Linked DNA regions of Sus scrofa: region 1 is linked to region 2. Evidence: chromatin contacts called from public Hi-C data. All regions are on one chromosome and are shown on one strand. Each heading gives the region's core, a stretch centred on a gene start, on an enhancer-like site or on the middle of the called end of the contact. The rest is flanking DNA. Distances are from core to core; before and after follow the strand shown.

Region 1 (7,006 bases), core at 4,393-6,892, 100 kb before region 2:
CACAGCTCATGGCAATGCCGTATCCTTAACCCACTAAACGAAGCCAAGGATCAAACCCACATCCTCATGGATACTAATTAGTTGGGTTCGTAATCCACACACAACAGGAATTCTCAGAATCCAGAGTTTTCTTCTGAGCTGTGGATAAATTAGACGTGAATCCAGGAATGGAGCTATGATGTGGAAAAGTCTGCCAACCACTCCTTCTATGAAGCAAAAGGGATGGGTACATAGTGCATTTACTCTTGCCTTGGAGTAGCTGGGGGTCCATCATCCACACCGGTCTTTATTTTTGTCTCTTTCTTTTTACAGATATCAGGATGTACCACCTCTGGTCCTTTGGGGGTGATCTCAGGTGATCTGTAAATGTAGTTCTCCCCTTCTTCGTCCCCCTGCCTCCCCCGGGCCAACCATCAATGCCAACCAGGCCTGGGGTGACCTCACCTGAACTGAAACTGAGCACCGGAGGATTGTTTCAAGCAGACAGAAGGCTGAGCAGAAAAGCCGCCTACCTCATCACTCATCAAAGCTCTCTTGTTCTCTGTTTTTTTGGAGTCTGATTACAAGGGTGTAGGGGGAAAGATCTGCAGAGGGCATGTCAGGCATCTGGCTCTTGCCAGGGATTTCTGGGCCTCTTAAAGGCAACAGCCCTTGTCGAGACGCCTCCTCCAGAAGGCATCCGCCCCACTTTTATCTCTTTTATTTATTTATTTTTTGGGGTCTTTTTAGGGCCCAGCCCGCAGCATATGGAAGTTCCCAGGCTAGGGGTCAAATTGGAGCCATAGCTGCCGGCCGACATCCCCCCGCCCCCAGCAACGCTAGATCCAAGCCTCATCTGAGATCTATACTGCAGCTTGTGGCAACGCCGTATCCTTAACCCACCGAGTGAGGCCAGAAGTCGAACCTGCATCCTCATGGATACTAGTCAGGTTCTTAACCCACTGAACCACAGTGGGAACTCCCTGTCCCACTTCTATCTTTGATAGACAGAGGGAGTAGCTGGCAAGAGTAGCCACTGGGTGGGCAGGCTGGGAGGAGAGGCCATTCACAAGGCTCACTGATACTCCTTACAACTTGTCCATTAAATAAGAATCAGGGTGTCTGGGGTGACAAGGCTTTCCAGGTACCTAGTCAGTAACAGATGTACAAGAGGATGTGGACAGGCAAAGGGGCTGTCAGCCCTCCCTGAGTCACTTGTAATTAATGTAAGACTTTGCCTCAATAAACTCCCTAACCAGGGGAGCAGAGAAGGGAATGCTTTAGGAGAGTTGATGTCCACCTTTGCCCAAAGAAGAGGAGGCTAAGCAAACTCCCACGACAGCCATGAAGCCACCCGAGGGCTGTCCTATCTGAGGCATAAGCAATTCCTAGGAGGCTTTTAAGATAAGTGAATTAATCTAAGAAGGCCCCATGTACATCCAGCCTGCACAGAATTGCATCCCGACCTCCTCAGATGTCTCAACGAATGGGCGGCATTACCAGAACGGACCCCGCCCTCAGGCATCCCCTCTGGGCCCCGGAAGGAAAGAAGGGGAGCCTCCGTTTACTGAGCACCTTTCATGGGCCTTTAATTACATATGCATTTATTTATTTTTTCTCTTTTTTGGCCACCCCTTGGCAGATGGAGTTCCCTGGCCAGATATCAGATCTGAGCCGCAGGTGCAACCAAAGCCACAGCTGCAGCAATGCTGAATCCTCAACCCACATTGCAGCGCTGGGGATTGAACGTACGTCCCAGTGCTCCAAAGAGAGCGCTGATCCTGTTGTGCCCCAGCAGGAACTCCTTGATGGGCCTTTATACACATCATCTCATTTCATCTTTACAACAAGCCTCTAAGGTGTCCCCAATTATCCTGGGTGCACAGATGAGAAAACTGAAGCATGACTCGCTAAGTAACTTACCAAAAGGGTCACACAATTTGGTGCAAGAGGTGCTGAAGCCAAATTAAGGTTTCCCTTGACTTGTCAAAGAGGTTGACAGTGGGGCAGGGCAACAGGAGAAATGGAGCAAGAGTTTGGAGTCTCCGGCGTCTTTCTGGGGAGCTCATAGTTTTCTGGCTCCCACCCTTGGAATGTCCCCTTCCCCACCTTCCAGCTGGGGTGGTGACTCAGGCCCCCAGAGTCAAGTTTGGAGCAGCCCGGTGACTCATTTAGCTGCCCATGTTTCAACGAGTCCACAACCAGGCGGGAACCCTTCCTGCTTCCTAGATCTACTCCACAGGGCGGCTTTGAAGGAAGTGAGACTGCACCATCCCCACCCGGATGCAGAAGAAGGAGAGGTTCTGCTCACAGATACCACCTGCCACTCTGGTTACTGTGTGATGCAACACACAGAGCGTCTCCCCTCCCCCACAACCTGCCTGGAAGAAGCCACCCCAGCTCCCACCCTCATACCCTCAGAGCCCATGCACGGAACGGAGAGTCCGACCACCCCCATCTCCAGGCCTGCAGCTCCAAGACAGAATGGGTGCTCTGTCCGGGGCAAAATGTGCTGCTTCAGGCTTTTGCCACCACTGCTGTTGCAAAGACAAACAATGGTCCCCAAGAAGGCAGCTGTGCCAGCCCCAGTCCTCTGGCCCTGCATACAAGGGGCAGGAAACAATAGGCCACTGAATGCCAGCATGCCTGGGCCATGTGCCCAGGCTGGAGGCCCCTGTGCACTCTGGCTTACCAATAAACTATGAGGGTAGAAAGAAGAAAGGGGCGATTTATAAAACAATGGAGGAATCCTCACAGTTCCATCCACACAGTTCCAGCGTGCTTAGGCCAAGTATGCACATGCACACGTGTGTACACTCAAAGACACACACTCACGCCACCCACACTGGGCTCTAGCACGCCGATTCAAGAAGCCTTTGCAAATCCAGTTTATAGTTGGACAAGAGTTTCTGGGAGCTGTGGATGATGGGGTCTTTGTAGGTTCTGTCCCTAGAACTTCCCTGGAAGAAGTCAAGGTCTCTTTTTCTAAAGCAGCTGCATCTCAGGACTACAAATGAATTCCCTGGCCATCTAGAAAGCCCAAGTACAAAGGTCGCCATGAACTACCTGGAGGGATGCAAGTCAAAAATGAGCTCCCCAGGCACCTCATACAGCCCATTTATGCAGCAAATCTTTACTGAGGCCCTACTGTAGGACAGACCCTGTGCTAGGTATTGGTGACAGAGGACAAAACAGGCCCAAGCCCTGCCCTCAAGAAGCATGACTTGACAAGAAGAGGAGGGAAAAGAAAGCAAGACAGTCTTATTGCTTTTGCTTCAAATATTCTTTTTTTTTTTTTTTTTTTTTTTGGTCTTTTTGTCTGTTTTAGGGCCGCACCCGCGGCATATGGAGGTTCCCAGGCTAGGGGTCTAATCGGAGCTGTAGCTGCCAGCCTTTGCCACAAGCACAGCAATGCCAGATCCGATCCAGGTCTGTGACCTATACACCACGGTCATGGCAGTGCCGGATCCTTAACCCACTGAGCGAGGCCAGGGATCGAACCTGCAACCTCATGGTTCCTAGTCGGATTCGTTTCCACTGAGCCACGAAGGGAACTCCTGCTTCAAATATTCTTTATCATAACACAGTCAGGTAATAAGCCCCCACCGAAAGACCAAATATTTTGAACTTATCAGCAACAGGCAAAAGAGATCAAGCAAAAATACTGAGAAAATTTCAATGTCATCTGACTCCTCCTGTTTATAAAAAATGATGTGAATAAAAACTACAGCTTCCCTTGAAAAAGGGGCCCACGTTTTAGAACAAGTTTCCTGAAAATCAGAGTTGACCTTTGATTAGTATTTCATTCAAAGAGTTGAGTCAAAATTGAACCCTACAGTTCTGGAACTAGATCCTGGTGATAGTGCACAATCTTGAGACTACTAAAAAGAAAAGAAAAGAAAGAAAGAAAGGAAAGAACCCAAAATTGTACACTTTAAAGGGGTAAATTTTATGGTATGTGAGTGATATCTCATTAAAAAAATTTAATCCCAGCAAAACAGCATGTCCTGTTGAGCACCTTCCTGTCAGCTCAAGGGAAAATGGCCCAACAAACAGGCACCAAAAGGAGGAAGGAATTCTTGGTTTCCATTTCTCCACTTGTATGGGCTGAATTTCAGTTCTGCACTGAATATTCTTAAAGCAAACTTTTTTTTTTTTTGCTTTTTAGGGCCACACCTGTGGCATATGGAGGTTCCCAGGCTAGGAGTCGAATTGGAGCTACAGCTACCGGCCTACACCACAGCCACAGCAACGCCAGATCTGAGCCACGTCTGTGACCTACACCACAGCTCATGGCAATGCCAGATCCTTAACCCACTGAGCAAAGCCAGGGATCGAACCCGCAACCTCATGGTTCCTAGTCGGATTCATTTCTGCTGCGCCACGATGGGAACAAAGCAAATTTTAGAAGCTGTCCCTTAGGACAGCAAAGCTTGGCCACGACATTGAACTCCACCGGCAGATCACCATTCCATCGTTTCCGAAGGGTGTCCCATCCAAACCTGGCAAGGACTGTTTTTATGCATGAGTTCAAATCCAGGATCAGCAGACACATCCAGAAAAGCCCCCCCCGTAGGACGTGCTGACTCCTTGTCCATGCTTAGCCACAGGTGAGAGCCTAACTACACCGGTCCTGGGAGTTAGAAGGAGGCTCATTTTCTTTTTAGAAAGATGCTGAAGGGTCACAAAATGGATGAAATTCAAAGAAAAACTAGACCTAACAGGATACCGATCATTTAACAGAAACAGTAAGGCCCTGCCACAGCAACAATCATGGAGACTCTAAATTATATAACACCTGCCAATGCAGGTGACATAATCCTCGGAAAACTGTCCTTACCTCAGAGAACACCCAGGGAATTCATCAGTCAGCAGAGTACTAGGGGAATTTGCTCAGCTTAGTGCTTCCAACCCAAAGCAATTAGCCCTCTCCTTTCCCTTTTTCAAAATTCATCTCCTTCTTCTGGAATTTTCTCTAAGTCATACGAATCCCACATTTCTGAGGAGAGAGTGAGGGTGGGAGGGCAGGCCGGGAAAGACGCAGTTTTTCAGGAGAGTGACGCAGGTATGTCCTTCCCTTCTTGATGCGTTGGCACGTAGGGGACAAGAGCTGTCACTCCCACAGGTTCTGTTCAGCGCCCGTGGAGCAGGAGATCAGGCCCCCGTGCTCCCCCACTGGGAGCCGGGCCCGACTGCCAGTCTTTTTCCACAAAATCTGCCTCACCTGCTTTTAGCCTTTCACAAACACATGACGTCACCTCTGCCATCTCAGGAATATTCCTTCCTCGTACCTTTCCAGCGAGTGTTATATAAGAAGACAATCGAGTCTTTCACCAGGCTCCACCTTCCATATCTCTTACCAAGACCTCTTATCGCCACAGTAATCAGCTCCTCTCAAAACTGTCCCCCAGGAAACAAAATGCTAGAATGGCTTGCCAAGTCTTGCTCTTGACCTGCGGGTTTGCCTTTCTAGAAACTCAGGAACAGGAGGGCCTTTACAACTTGGTTATGGGACAGATGGGAGGCACAAAGCCCGGAGAAGGGAAAGGAATTGCTGGAGGTCAGACAGCCCTTTAGCTGCAGATCGGGGCCTGGAATCCAGGTCACTGGGTTCCTAAGCCAAAGTTCTTTCTTACTTACTCTTACTGCAAATATTTATTTGAGCCCCTTCCAGGTGCTCTGAGAGGACAGAGACAAAAGTCCTCTGTCAAAGTCAGCAGAGTGGTCAGGAAGAAACAAGCGAAAAAACTATAACAAACCAGATGAACTAAGAATACAAATAAATGAGGTACGCACACGGTGTCGTGAGAGCAGAGAGAAATGAGGCACGTGTCACCCTCAATCCATCTGCTATACCATGTCTTTCAGTGACCGACATCATTACTTATCTCTGAGGAGTCAGCATGCCAAAAAAAAAAAAAAAAAAAAAAGCCATCACACCACTCCTAGTAAACTGGAAAACAGCAAATATTTTCCCTCAAAGAGTGTGATTGATGGCCTTTTTCCTTGTTACTTCACTCTGCTGATTACAACAGAGAAACAAACGTGAGTTGATCCAAGCAACCAACCAACAAATAGCTACCAAGCTTCCCAAATATGTGGATGTGATATAACTTATCGTTATTTTTTTCCCTTCCTTGCATCCATATCCTCCCTCACTCTTGGTCCCTGTGCTTTTTTCATAAAGCAGATGTCACCTCTGGCCTCTCCAAAGGCGGTTACCTCCGGGCCCTGTTTAGGAGCTACAAGACCTGGGAACAATGTCAGTCTGAGGCTGTGCAGCCATCTCACCACCATGAGTACAAAGCCTGTCTGAGCATCAAGCTCACCTGGAGGAAGCAGAACCAAGACATGGGACAAGGAAATTTGAGCCCCCGAATCAAGTCATGGCCAGATGCCAGCCCTATCCCTGGCCCTTTCTATCACACAAACCAACTGATTCAGTGTTTGCCTAAAATAGTTTGCTTTGGGTTTCTGGTCCGTTGCAAATGAAGGCGTCTGAGTGGATGGCGTGGCAGATTCTCAAGTATTCAGAAGGATGAAGGTCCCTGTTCTCAAGGAACTGACCATCTAATTGTGAAAACGTGATCAAAATATATATTTTCAAAATAGAGATTTATAAATTAAAAATATATTTATATATTATATACAATATAATATATATTTTCAAAATATATAATTGTTTATATATTACCTATTTATGCAAGATACAAATATATATAAAATTTCCTGTCATAGTATGCTGTAAGAATGAAATTAAGAACAAATACAAGTGAAAGCTTAAGGATTCAGAGCAGTGGGGACTATCATTGCTAAAGTAAGCTTTCTTGAGAAAGATGAAACTCCTTAAGAAGAAGAAATTATTTGTTTGGGTCACCAACTTACTCCTAAATACGTGGCATACAGTACACCTCCAAATTTGTGGAAAGAAGGAGATAAAGAAAGAAAATGAGAGGAAATGATATAAAGCTGTTTTTCCACTCCAGCCCAACACAAAAACTTCAACATTCAGAGGTCGGGCAGTGAG
Region 2 (7,409 bases), core at 106-2,605:
GAAAACAATGTGGTCGGCAGAAGCAGGAAACTGGTTAGAGGCGAGGGTCGGAGTCGGGAAAACCGGGAAGGCGGGGGTGGGGGACGGGGGGACGGAAGGCAGCCGCCGCCTGTCCCAAGTCAGGGACAAGAGTGACTCTAAATGCCACCCCTAATTGGTCACCCAAGCCCAGAGATCTCAGATACCGCACCCAATCCCAGGCTGGGGGTTAGGGCAAGGCCAGTGAGGGCAGCAGTCCCGACTCCTCGCACCAGGAGGTGCCCTAGGAGATTCCGCTTCGACCCAGGCCCAGGAGGCGGGAGAGAAGAGGGCGGAGTGTAGTGCCGGGAGTCTCGCTACAAGACGCGCTGTAAGCGGCGACTCTCCCTCCTGGGCCGCCCGGTTCCCTTTCCGCGCCGGGAGTCTCCCACTTCCCCCGCCTGAAGAAAGGGCCGCACTGAGGGAGGAAGGGAGAGCAGAAGCGGCGTGGTGATTCAGGCCGGCAGGAAGAGAGGAGGGGGGTGAGAGGTGGGGTCCTAAGACTGCACGGGAGCCAGGGATAACTGGAGCTTCTGCACGCGCTTGATAGGCGGGGAGAGGGCAAAGGGAGGATAACCCTGGGGCTGGGGGGGAAGTTAGGAGACTATTGTGGGCCGCGATGCTACACGCAGCGCTAGGATGTTAACAACTTTGCGGTTCCAGATATGTCTGGGAACTGGAGCGCGTAAAGAGGAGCCATTCAGGTCCGGCTGGGGGCTCGGGCAGGGGAAGAGCCCCGGAAGCAGTGCGGAACACCCATCCTTCTAGGTCCAGGGCTGTAACTGGGCTGTCTGCCGGGGCTTGGAGACAGAGTAAGAGGGCAGCTGATGGCTGCAAGTGATGCCACCGACGGTTGCCAAAAGGTGGACCGAGGCTGCCCATGTGCAGGACTTGGGGAGGGGGCTGGGTGCGGACTGCGCGGCTGCATGTGAGCCAACGCAGAGTCCTAGGCAGTATGGTGATAGGCGGAGATGCAGTCCTGAGTAGTATTATGGGCTGCACTGGGAGACTGGGAGTAGGTCATGGGGGGAGGGGGTCTGAGATATTCCAAGCGACAATGTTAAAGCGTTGCCGAAAGCAGCATCCGCGCCCTCTCCTTCCCGCCCCTGCCCGGGTTTGTTCAGTCAGGGCTCCAGCTCCGCGGCCGGGAAGAAAAAGGGGAGAGGGAAGGAGCCTTTACCTGGCTCTGACGCGACGGGTCCCAGGCCCCCGGCTCCGCTTCCCACACAGAGTTCTCCTCCCCTCTTCCCCGCCACCCGCTTCTACGCAGATCGGTCCCCTAGTCCCCGGAGGAGCCTCCGCCAACTCCGCAGGACCCCGCCGGGAAGCAGAGCCCACCCCCTTGCCAATCACCACCCGTTTTCTATCGACCGATGGGGCTCTTAGCCAATAGAAATAGCTGATCCCGAGAGGCCTGGAATGAGGAGGAGGAGCTGGCGAAACTTGGGGGTGTGACTAGCACTACCGAGGCGTGGTCACAGAGTAAGCTCCTCCCAGGGTGGCCGAACCCCAAAGTAGAACTGATGGGCGGGATTAAAATGGAACCCACAGCCAAACACATACTCCTGAGAGAAGGCACGACCAATTGGACCGGGGTAGAGAGGAGGGGCGTTGCGGAGAGTTTTAGCCAATAGAGAGTAGAGACCGGCGGGAACCTTTAGAATGTCTTCCAGTAAAAAGCGCGAAGGGCGTGCCTTGCTTCTCTCACTGAGGCGGGAGTAGGTCTTGCCCCAACCTCCCAGGGCTGACCAATGGGATCGGGGGCGTGGCCAAGATCCGCCAACCAGAAAGCCGAGTGGATCAAGGCACCGTTACTGGGGCGTGGCGTACGGTTTCTTAGCCACTAAGATCTCGCCAGGGGCAGGCTCCCAAGCCTTCCAATGCGGGACGTGGGCAAACTCTAGTTCTCCCAATCGGTGCGCGACGCTGGCAATTCAAACTGACAGCCTGTTGGAAAGGCAGAGAGAGCGGAAGAGGGAGCAAAAAACGACCTGTTCGGTAGCAGAGACCTCAATCGGTGGCAGAGACCTCAACGCCGTCTGAGCCCCCAAAGCGACCTCTGTCCCGCCCCACCCATACCACCGCGCGCTCTGGAGCGGCCGTTCGGGAGAGACTTGAGGGGACTGCGGGGGGCACGAGGGAGAGCCGAGGGGAGAGAGACGCGAGAGGAACCGCGCGAGAGCCCGCACGCTAAGGGCTGGGGGCTGCGGGGAGAGAAGTGAAGCGGTGGGCCCGCGAACGAGCAGAACAGAGGAGGGTCGCGGGAGGCCTAAGAAGCACCCAGGATCCTTCCAGTGGGAAAGCTGAGGAGATTTCTGAATTCTGGGGAGAGGAGAAAGATTTCCAAAGAGGAGGCGTGGGTAGGAAAGCTTAGCCTGCGATCCCAGAGAGAGGAATTGGAGCTCTCCGTGGGAGGGGCTTAAGAGGGAAGGTTTAGATAAAACACGGGAGAAGCTGAGGGAATTGCCAAAGGGGCGGGAGTTAAAGGGTAAAGGATCCTTCTAGACTGGAGTAAGGGAATATTGCAGAAAAGTTCCCGAGGCAGCTTGCCTTTTGTCTCCTCTCCACTCCCTTGCCCGAAAGTTGAAGAGAAAGTCAAAGTTGCTATTTCTCCCGTCCCTGTTCAGTAAATATTACTTATACCCTCCCACGGGAAAATCGAAAAGGAACTCATTCCCTTCTCGATTTTAGGGCCTAGAAAAGCTCGAGGCCTCGCAATTTGATTTTTAACCTGGGGCATCAAACTAGGAAAGGAATAGCTCTTGTTTCCACTTTGAAAATCCCACATCTCATCCTTCCCCGGACGCCATGTCTACCAGCTGTTGTAGTTTCAAGGACCGCCGCGTGTCCATCCTGTGTTGCAAATTCTGTAAACAAGTGCTCAGCTATAGAGGAATGAAGGCTGTTTTGCTGGGCGACACTGAAATAGACCTTTTCTCTACAGACATCCCTCCTACCAAGTAAGTCATGCTATTGGCGGGCAACAGTAGCCTTTAACTAAGTGGGAAAAGTGTTTGGCTTGGACTTCTGGGAGTCAACAAAGGAGGTTATCATTTTGGTGTTCCAGCCACTCCCAACAGTCTGATGATCCCCTGGGAGTGTAACTAAGGGGGCAGACTGTCTGGACGAAGTCTGTGGTTTAGCCAGAGTGGTCAGTCCTGATGTAATGTGCTAGCTCACTTATAGTCATGTGATCTCTCAAGTTGGATCCCTGGCAGCTGTGTGCTGCCTAACCATCCTCTCACTGGATCAAGTCCACAATCCAGATTCTAGGTAATTTAGGCAAGATTTTCTGTACTGTTGGTGAGAGAGGTCATTTGAGTTTTTCATTTTTATCCTTGAAGTTTTACACCAAAAAACTTTCCCTAGCTTTCTACCATTATTTGCAATTGGCATGTCAAATCAGATCAATTGTCCATCTAATTCAGTATTCTTTCCTGCTCTCCCTCTGTCTCTCTGAGTGAGAAAGACTTGTGTTGATTTTCATGGGATGAAATAGAGACTTAGCCTTAAAATGATCCTTGGCTCCCATAAAGCCTATTTGAGACATTATGTATTTGTTTGCATACTTAAATCCTTTTTAAATTCTGTTTTCAGTCACTACTTATTATTGGGTAGTCCTTAAGAATTAGCTTTTTATTTGAAAAGGCCATTTTATTTGCTTTAAATATACCTTTTTTCTAGTTCTAAAACATACTTTCTCTTTCTATAGTCGACTTATATGTGCCCTTACATGACTTTAAAGATTATGCTCTTTATTGAAACTTTATCATTAAAGCAAAAAAGTAATTATCAAAAATATACCTGGACAGCTATTCTTTGGACACAGAGCCAGAGGAGTCAGGCTAATAATCAGAATACTTTCAAATGGATTTTATGATCACGATAGACACTTTAAATTTTTTTAAATATACTCAAAGCTGTGGACTCTTCCTTGAAATCCTATCTACATTGGTTTAAATGTGGTCATGCCTAATGACAAAGCCAAAGGCCCTCATTTACTGCAAAGATAAATGGGTTATTATTTCAAGTACCTCTGTGAGTATGTATGTGTTATAAGAAGAAGAAGCAGTAGACAATAAATCTAGAAACTACTCTTGCCAAGTTTCTATGATTTAAATTATCTAGCGCCTTTTCTTTTTAGTAGCACATACAGAAACAAAAATTTTAAATATTAACCCATTAGTCTTTGTAATACCTGTGGAAAGTTTAAGATAGTCACAAGGAGGGCTCAGATATGTGACTTGTTAAAGGTTAGGCCAGATCTGGAATATAATCAGGTCTTTTCCCTTGTCTACTCCTCCTTATAATGGTTACAGTGGTGATGGATTAATGCGCTAACATGGATGTGAGTCAATGAACACACAAGATTTTTTACATGGAAGGTTTGTTTGTCATTTATAATGAGCTCACAAATATTAACTCTTAACAAAATATACTATAGTTCTCTTAGAGTCTCTTTTGGCTCTTTGGGTTTACAAAATTCATGTAAATCACAATCAAAAGTACTTTTTGTATCAAGGGTTCGGAAAAATCGGAACCCTTGTGCACTGTTGGTGGGAATATAAAATGGTGCCACTTTAATGGAAAATAAATGGCATATTCATAATAACCAAGAGGCAGAAACAGCCCAAATGTCCATCAGCAGATGAATTCATAAACAAAATGTGGTTTATGCATACATTGATACATTATTCAGCCTTAGGAAGGATGTCCTGCCTGTCACATGCCACAACATGGATGGACCTTGAGGACATTATGCTAAGTGAAATAAGTCACTAAAAGACAAAAGCTATGTGATTCTCCTCATCTGTGGTATCTAAAGTAGTCAGATTCATAGAAACAGAAAGTAGAATGGTGGTTGAGGGTCAGGGGAAGAGGGAAATGGAGAGTTGTTATTTAATGGGTACAGAGTTTCAGTTTTGCTAAATGAAAATGGCCTGGAGATTCATTGCACAAAAATGTGAACACACCTAACACTTATGAACTTGTCCACTTAAAAAATGGTGGAGTTCTTGTAGTGATTCAGCAGTAACAAACCTAGCTAATAGCCATGATCCCTGGCCTCTCTTAGTGGGTTTTGGAACCGGAGTTGCTGTGTGCTGTGGTGTAGGTCACAGACACAGCTTGGGATCAACGCCTAGCCTGGGAACTTGCGTATGCCACAGGTGTGGCCCTAAAAAGCAAATTAATATATATATTTTTTAAATGGTTAACTTACTATATTTTGTATTTTTTTTTTTACAACATGTTTTTTATGTACATTTGACTATCTCTACACTTTTCCCTCTCCAGTGCAGTGGACTTCATTGGAAGATGCTATTTCACTGAAATCTGCAAATGTAAACTGAAGGACATCGCATGTTTAAAATGGTAATTTGTGGCAATATTCCAAATAGCTCTGGGTTTAGGAGATGGATGTTGACACCAAAGCACAGAGTTCAGTGGACTGCATCGAGCACTGGTTATCACCCATGCGATGAGCCGTTGAAAAACCATTTGTTACACAGAACTGTTTTTTAAAAGGGTCTCGTGGCGCTTTACATGTGTATATGATTTTACAGTTTCTCAAAGTGCATTAACAAATATCTGCTTTAACTTTCAGAAACAAGCAGTGTAGTTTTGGGGGGAGAAAGAACACTTGGATTTGTAGTCATAAAAATCAGGTTTGAGCCTTGGCCCTACCTTTATTCTCTATGTTAGCTTGAGTAAACGCCTTAAACCTCTAAGCCTCTGAACCTGTTTCTATCCTAAGACTATAGTTGTCATCTTAAGATAGAAATTAAAATATCTTTTGTGTTTACTTTGTAGGGTTGTTAAAGATCAAGTAAATTATGAAGGTTAAAAGGCTTGATAGGAATTCCCACTGTGGTGCCCAAAGGGATTGGTAGTGCCCCTGCACCACCAGGACGCAGATTTGATCTCCAAGCCTGGCACAGTGGGTTAAAGGATCCTGCTGCAACTACAGCTTGGATCTGATCCCTGGCTGGCGAACTCCATATGCCGTGGAGGTGGCCAAAAAAGGGGGTAAAAAAAGTTTAATAAACTATAAATTATAACACAGATGACAGACTTGAGTGTTATTAGCCCTTTTTAAGAGAAAGAAAAAATTGAGATTTCCTATTTAAATGGAGTTTGGATTATAAATTATAATCCTTTTTTTTTTTTTTTTTTTTTTTTTTTATGGCTACACTGTGGCATAAGGAAGTTCCTGGGCCAGGGACTGAATCTATGCCGCATCTGTGGCAACACTGGATCCTTTAACCCACTGTGCCTCGTTAGAGACCATGGAAACTGCTAAATGATGCAGGAAACAAATTTGGCAAAAGCACAACCACTAAGAGATAGCCTTATCATTAACTGCACTTGATTTTGCTCATTAACCTATGTCACTTTCTCTAATAAAAGGCCTGTGTGCTGAAACCTAGAGGCCTTTGTTCTTTGGAACGGAGTGCCTCCTGGTCCCCCACTTTTCTAAATGTAGGCGTCTTCTGTGGTCTGTTAGGCCACGCTGTCCCTCTTCCAGGGTCTCCCACTGACCTGCAGTGCTGGCCGCAGCAGTGCCTGGCAGAGGATTGAACCCAAGCCCCTGCAGTCAGATTCCTAATCCACTGCCCCAGTGGGAACTCCTATAAATTATAATCTTAATCATTTAGATTAGCAAACTCTTTTCATGTGGTCATGACCATTTGATTTCTTTTATTCACTCATTCAAACTGTATACGGAGGTCCTACCATGTGCCCTTGTTATAGGGGCTGGAACTCCAGCCTTAAGGAAAACAAAGTTACAGTCCTTTGGACATTATATTCTAGTAGGAAGACAATCAATCAGTCAGGAAGATATTTAAATAAATGAGATCTTGACTGTGCTAGGAAGTACTCCAAAGGAAAGAATAATAATTAATAGAGAATAAGAGGTTGCGGGAGTGGGTAAGAGCTACTTTAGATAGCTTGGTCAGGAATGCCTTCTCATAAGGAGGTAACCTTGCAGTTGAATCTTAAAGGGTAAGTTAAGAAGGAGCCAATGGGAGAATGTTCTAGGCAGAGGTTACAGCAAGGGCAAAAAACCTAAGGCAAGAAGAACCTCAGGCATGGCAGAAATGAATCCGACTAGTATCCATGAGGACGCGGGTTCGATCCCTGGCCTCGCTTAATGGCTTAAGGATCTGGCGTTACCATGAGCTGTGGTGTAGGTCGCAAATGCGGCTTGGCGTTGCTGTGGCTGTGGTTAGGCCGGAAGCCTCAGCTCCAATTTCAACCCCAACCCCTATCCTGGGAACTTGCATATGCTGCGGGTGTGGCCCCAGAAAGCCAAAAAAAAAAAAAAAGATGTTCAAGGTATAAAAAAGGTGATGGCCAGTGTGACTGAGACATTACAAGTATTGGATGAG

Evidence for each region. A called contact is a pair of places that touch in the nucleus more often than the background predicts.
Region 1: a contact with region 2 is called in a Hi-C map of liver, with 3 times the contacts expected there. The contact joins the enhancer-like site here to the promoter of SRGAP2 in region 2. A contact is called at or near these places in 2 of 5 promoter capture datasets (fetal skeletal muscle and liver), 4 of 47 Hi-C or Micro-C datasets (liver and skeletal muscle) and 2 of 2 datasets of contacts at active chromatin or transcription factors (alveolar macrophages and skeletal muscle).

Annotation. Positions count from the first base shown.
Region 1 is chr9:66,939,592-66,946,597 of Sscrofa11.1, reverse strand. The region is part of intron 2 of SRGAP2 (SLIT-ROBO Rho GTPase-activating protein 2); the gene reads right to left. Among named protein-coding and RNA genes, the nearest start is that of FAM72A, 100 kb to the right of the region's middle. Within about 2 kb of position 5,642, at least 10 of the 83 cell types and tissues checked have an H3K27ac peak or open chromatin away from gene starts, as enhancers often do. A contact at or near this core is called in liver, where this site is marked.
Region 2 is chr9:66,832,013-66,839,421 of Sscrofa11.1, reverse strand. It overlaps SRGAP2 (SLIT-ROBO Rho GTPase-activating protein 2), which reads right to left and starts at 1,355. Exons shown (of 23, transcript XR_002335789.1): 1 at 1,199-1,355. It overlaps FAM72A (protein FAM72A), which reads left to right. Exons shown (of 5, transcript XM_021063305.1): 1 at 1-349; 2 at 2,838-2,978; 3 at 5,314-5,391. The coding sequence starts at 2,914.